Regions from separate parts of the Sus scrofa genome. Here region 1 is linked to region 2. A link is a contact called in public promoter capture Hi-C data. All regions are on one chromosome and are shown on one strand. The core of a region is the stretch at or near the end of the contact, and the rest is flanking DNA. Distances in the headings are between cores, read along the strand shown.

Region 1 (2,810 bases), core at 183-2,682, 540 kb after region 2:
TGCCATCCTAGTTTGTAACTGTATTACAACATTTAACCCTTAATTGTGTTTACATACAATGTTGAGATAACTACAACTGAGGAAGTAGTAAGAATTAAAAGAGCAGGACTACCTGTGGTCATACCCCACCTCCATCAGCTGGATGACATTAAGCTTCTTACCATCTCAATCTCGTTTTTCCTCATTTTAAAATGTGGGCTTATCACTTCATAAGGTTGTTATATTTACTATAAAACAGTAATTAATAAATGATAATAGCTCTTTGTGGGCTTAATACGCACAGGGCATTATGCTGAGCACTTTACATCTATTTCATCTGTTAGAGCTAACTGAAGCAACCAGGAAGCACAGGGCTTTGTGTTTTGTAGGTGAGAAATAAAATATTGCCTCCTATATCAGTAAACAAAAAATTGCCCAAACATCCCTGTAGGTAGCCACCTCCAAGGCTGAGCTGGTGATCCCCAAGGGAACTCAGGAAGGAAACAAAGGAACCTGCCATCTAGCAGCCATCAAAATGCAACTACTCCTAAGAGTGAGCCCTGAGGAAACTCAGGATGTGAAAACATAGGATCCTGGCCCCAAGGAGCTGAGCCACATATCAAAAAAATGATTTCAGCAAGCCCAGACCTTGCATCTTCCCAAAGAAAAGCGCTAAATTTCTTAACTTGAGATATTTGGCTTTCTGTTACTAGCACCAATCTTTTGTTCTTACAACCTGCCCTTTGTTGCAAAACTTCTATATGCCCTGGCTCCCCCCTCGCATCCTTGGAAAGGTTTTTTTCAGGGTTGCTTCTGATGCTGCCTCCCTGGCTTAACTTCTTAGTTTTGTCCACCGTTTAAAACTTAATTCTCAGCTTTTAGGTTATGCATATTTTTTTTAGTTAACATAGACAACCAAGATAACCAAGATAAATCAAATGAACGCAACTCAGAAAAGAAGCTAAGAAAGTCTGCTGCTTTCTTAGGATATTGATAGAGCAGGGAGTGGAGCTCAGGTACATGACGGAAAAGCCCAGATCCCTGACCCCTGTCCTGTGTTCAGGAGAGTGTTGACACTGAAAGGCCCTGATACATGACTGATACATGATATTCTGTTTATCACAGGTCCTCTGAGTTAGAAATGAACAGAAGAGTGGACTTTAAACAGCGGCTCACCAATTTTCAGCAGAGCTTTGAGGCCCACTGGTCAAGGCAAGGTGGTTTCCCTAGCTGAGGTTTAAGGTTAAATGGAAAATGCAACCTTCTTCACCCCTCCACTCTCTTCCTCCCTCAAGTGCTGAGAGGGGTAACCGACGCTGGACTATGGGACGCACCTCTGGAACCTCTTTTCTCCCTGAATTTCACAGGCCAAGCAGAAGCGACTGCGGCCCTAGGAGGCGGAGGAGGCTGTTTCCAGCCGGACCGCATCCCCGAGCGGCTCCCGGACGCTGCGCCTGCGCACTCAGCCCGTCGCCGCGCCGGCCTGAGGACGTGCGCACGTTTCCTTCGCGGCTCCCGGGCACTGAGATGCGCGGCACCAGGGCCCGTGCCAGCTCCAGGTGCGTGAGGAGGAGTTCAGGAACCCGGGTGTGAGAAGGAGCGACCCCTGGAAAGGGTCGGCCCTGCCTCGGTCCTTCCCAGGTGCCCGGGGCCCCAGAAAGGGGGCCCCACGACCTCAGCTCCTTTGCCTTTCCCTCTTCTCGGCCTCCAGACTGGGGAGCAGGAATCTCTGAGAAGAAGGCACAGAAATTATACTTTCCCTGCAGTGGATCGTATCACATGTGGCATTTTCCCTCTCGCTGTAGCCAAAGCAGTTTTCACCCTTGCCTTTCCTTTCCTGGTGTGGAATTTTCCAGTCTCTGGATTCTGGCTCGATTCCTAGGTGCTTACCAGTTGTGGAAGATTGGGGCGACGACCAGTTGTCAGGGTCCCGTGTCTTTTGCAGACGCCCATGGGAACAAAAGGTCAGGGTTCAGGGCCAAGAGAGTGGGCCGACTGGGGAAAGTGGGGCAGAAGAAGCTACGGAGAGGGAAAGGCTGTGATAAATGTCGCCAGAGATCATTCTCTATCTGAAAGTTACCTAAGTTTCTCTCAGTTCTTGCGTTTCTTGCTCATTTATTTTTGTGCCATCCTCACTTCATTTTAATGATGTTCGTTAGGAGCGGTAAACCAACAGGCTTTCAGACCTGACGGATCCTTGGAATTTTTTGAGCTCAGTTTTTACAGTCTTACAACAGTGTATCTTGCTGTTAGGGTAATCTTGGGATTGAACCGTTGAGATTTACTATTTTTCGTTTTCACTTTAACATAGGAAAAAATGACAATTTTTTTAATACTACCGACAAAAAAAAAAAGTCATTTGAGAACACAGAATCAGTTGAAGTGGCATTTGGTGCTCTATCAAATTAACATGCATGTGTTTAAGTACATGTGGGACCACACTTGGAGCTTGGGAATCCCTGAGCTGTCACTTATAAATAGCTGGTGAGATCACTGCTTATCACCAATTGTTCTAACAATATAGGGCTTCTAGTAGGTGCTTTCCCACATGGTGTGGACCCAAGTGACAATAGTAGCCAGTCTTAGTGCTGGTATTAGGTGATAAGCCCTAGTCTCATTTTGGCACAGTAACTGTAGGTAGTAGTTACCTGTTAAAATCAGAGACGGTTGTCATGTGTGCTGTTCTAGTGCAGGATTTTTTTTTTTTTTTCAAGAGTGTTCCGTAGAAACTTTAAAGAGAAGAAGAAATACACAATAGGACTTGAGAAGCTTTGCTCCAGGCCAAAATCCTGTGTGTGATCTTTCAGGCCTGACCATAGACAATTACATGG
Region 2 (2,885 bases), core at 291-2,790:
GAAAGAGCTCAGGGTAGAGATCAGGAGTGAGACACTCTGTGCTCTGAGAAAACTGGCAGAACGGATATTCAGAGTTAGATATTGTCAGGAGAAGATTTTCTGAGCCCAATTCCTGAATCTCCTCATATTTAAAAAAGCACTAAAATCCTTCACCATGACATCTACTCCTCAGACTAGCAGTAACCTTCAGGAGACTAACAGCAACCTTCTGCAAAATGTGTGCCTGGTTACATGTACCCCCTCCCCTCCTCCCTTCACCAAAATCACATATATACTAACATTCCACCCTACCACTTTAGAGACATTCTCAGAGCCATCTGAAATGTTATCTCCCAGGCTTAGTCCTCATTTTGCTCCCAATAAATCTTAACTCACAACTTTAACGTTGTGCATTTTTTTTCAGTCACTCTGGGCCTTGTCTGCTCTGCTTCAGCCACACCCACCACAGACTTTTTTCCTCCACAAACACATACTGCACCAAAGGCCTTGGTTCTAGTTTTTATTCTGCCTAGAGAACACCAACGCAGCTGCCTCTCCTCTTTCAAGTTGGCAACTTCTCCTTCCGCCTCCTTCCTGATTCCTCTCAAGCTCTATTTTTCTTACAGCACTTTAAAAAAAAAAAAAAGTACCATGCATTTGTTTTTTTTTTGTTTGTTTTTTTAAGCTGTACATTGTCTGCTCTCCCCACTCCAATATAAACTCCTTGAGGGAAGTAATTCTTACTTTTTTTTTTTCTTTTAGGGTCACAGGTATGACATAAGGAAGTTCCCAGGTTAGCGGTCTAATCCAAGCTGCAGCTGTTGGCATTATGCCACAGGAACGCTGGGCCCTTAACCTACTGAGAGAGGCCAGGGATAGAACCCAAGTCCTCATGGATACTATTCCGGCTCCTTACGGCTGAGCCACCATGGGAGCGCCAGTTTTATTCACAGACGTATCCCAGGAGCCTAAAACACTGCCGGGTACAGGAAAGACACTCAATGGATACCTGGTGAATCAATTTAGAAGTTGGATTTTCTTTCTGTAAGGCCACTGCCCTTTGGTGATGAGCTTCAATCCGCTTCTGAGCATCTTTATCACCAAAGAACTCAAACCACAGGGAGCCCAACGATCCTGAGAGAAGCCCCAGAAGTAGTTCTGCGGGAACTCAGGAGACAAAAACTAAAAACCTAAAGGATGCAGGTCCTGTGCTGTGGGAGGCTGAGAAAGTAAGGACAAACTTCCTCTCCCTCTGCAAGTCCACAAGAGCTTCAACTGGCAGTGTGAGCGACTTGGAACTTTCTCCTACCAAACAAACCCTGATCCCCAACCTGGGCTCTGCGACGCGGGCCCTACCCATCCCGGGCAGCTTCAGTGCCCTCAGTTAGGTGGTTAGACCGCGCCTAAACAGTCTTCTTTTCTAGGCCAGGACGTCCCTGCCACAGGGACAAGGCGCCAAGGTGGGGCATCCTGGACACCCAGGTGTCCTGGCGGCGGCCGCAGGGGCCGCAGAGCCGATTGTCTGACAGGCGGCGGAGCGGACACCCGGGCGAGGCCCCGCCCTGCCGCACGCACGCGCACTGCGCCGACCATGAGGGTCGCGGCTCTGATCAGGTAACACGGAACTGGTGCCTTCCTCCTCCCTGACAGTTTCTTGTCCTTTCCTGCTGAGGTGCTAGAGCTGCTGCCGCTGCTACTCCCGCCGCCGCCGCCGCCGCCGTACCCCGGCTGTCCCTGGAGGAGCCTCATGTCGGGCTCTCGGCGTCTCCTCCCGGCCGCAGGAAGAGGCGGAGCCTTCGGGCTTTCCCCGGCCCGGCTAATTCCCGGGTCCCTGGCTGGCGCTCCTCCTCTCTGCTGGTCACTGCCTCTGGTCTTCTGGCCCCCAAACTTACGTTCACAGTGGCCTCAGTTTAAAACTGCTGATGCCTGGGTTTCACTGCCAGAGGCCTGGCCTAATTCCTCTGACCCGGTCCGGAGTCGGATTTTTAAAAGCCGTAATGGGCTGTGAAGTTTGAGAGGCTCTACTTAAGGCCACTCACTCAGTCACCCTTCCCTTTTCTCGCCTTCTTCATCCTCTTGTCTAGTTCCCTGCAGTCCCTGCCTTGTTCCCTAGGTTGTCACCAGCCCTGCCCTCTCCCACAAAAGACCACCTCTCCCTCGCCTGCCATCCCAGTAGTGACTGGGCTGCTTAGGACAGGGATGTATTTTTACCTTGGTGCTCAAGAATAAAGGGACTTCTACCCGTTTTATCCCAAATCCAGTTGCAGTTGCTTTGGGCACTCATTGTTTTAGAGTGACCTAGTGGTAACATACCCCATATTCCGAAAGGAATTTGAAATCTATAGTAACCCATCATATTTAGGTGTCTAAAGAAAGTTCTATCACAACCAAAGGTCAGTTTCAGTGTCTCCATTCTCAATCTGTAAACCCAAGCAAAAGGAAACAAAATAACATGCAGAAGGGAATTTAGACTACTTAAATATTTGTTTGATGAGATTTGGATCTGTATAGAGTGATGCATGGAATCATGTGTTTTCTTTTGTAAGCCCATTGAAGATTTAATGAAAGTTTTTATTCTGTGCCCTAGGTGATTAATACTGGCTGACAATAGTGTTTCCTGTTAAGAACTCTTGATATAACATGCTAATTCCTTCTGCAGTTATAGTATATTCACGTTTATTTTACCTCAGTGCCATGGTTAGGATTCTAGACTTTAGAGTCAAGAGAATTATTTTTATTAACTAAATTTCTTCTGTAAAGTGAATGATTAAGCTTTGACCATTATGGACTTTATTTAATGTAGATAAACAAGGATAAAAGGCAATCCAGGATATGAGTAATTCGCATTCACATGCAATTTGCCAAAAGTTTAACCATTAAACTAAGACACCTAACTAAAAATCTCA

The links. Promoter capture Hi-C pulls out the DNA fragments that hold promoters and counts their contacts.
Region 1: a contact with region 2 is called in a promoter capture Hi-C map of liver, with 6 times the contacts expected there. The contact joins the promoter of ZNF770 here to the promoter of DPH6 in region 2. A contact is called at or near these places in 1 of 5 promoter capture datasets (liver) and 1 of 2 datasets of contacts at active chromatin or transcription factors (alveolar macrophages).

What each region holds. Positions count from the first base shown.
Region 1 is chr1:136,119,673-136,122,482 of Sscrofa11.1, forward strand. It overlaps ZNF770 (zinc finger protein 770), which reads left to right and starts at 1,433. Exons shown (of 2, transcript XM_013993206.2): 1 at 1,433-1,538.
Region 2 is chr1:135,576,396-135,579,280 of Sscrofa11.1, forward strand. It overlaps DPH6 (diphthine--ammonia ligase), which reads left to right and starts at 1,541. Exons shown (of 15, transcript XM_021098211.1): 1 at 1,541-1,593. The coding sequence starts at 1,571. It overlaps LOC106506797 (a long non-coding RNA gene), which reads right to left. Exons shown (of 4, transcript XR_002345585.1): 1 at 1,703-2,885.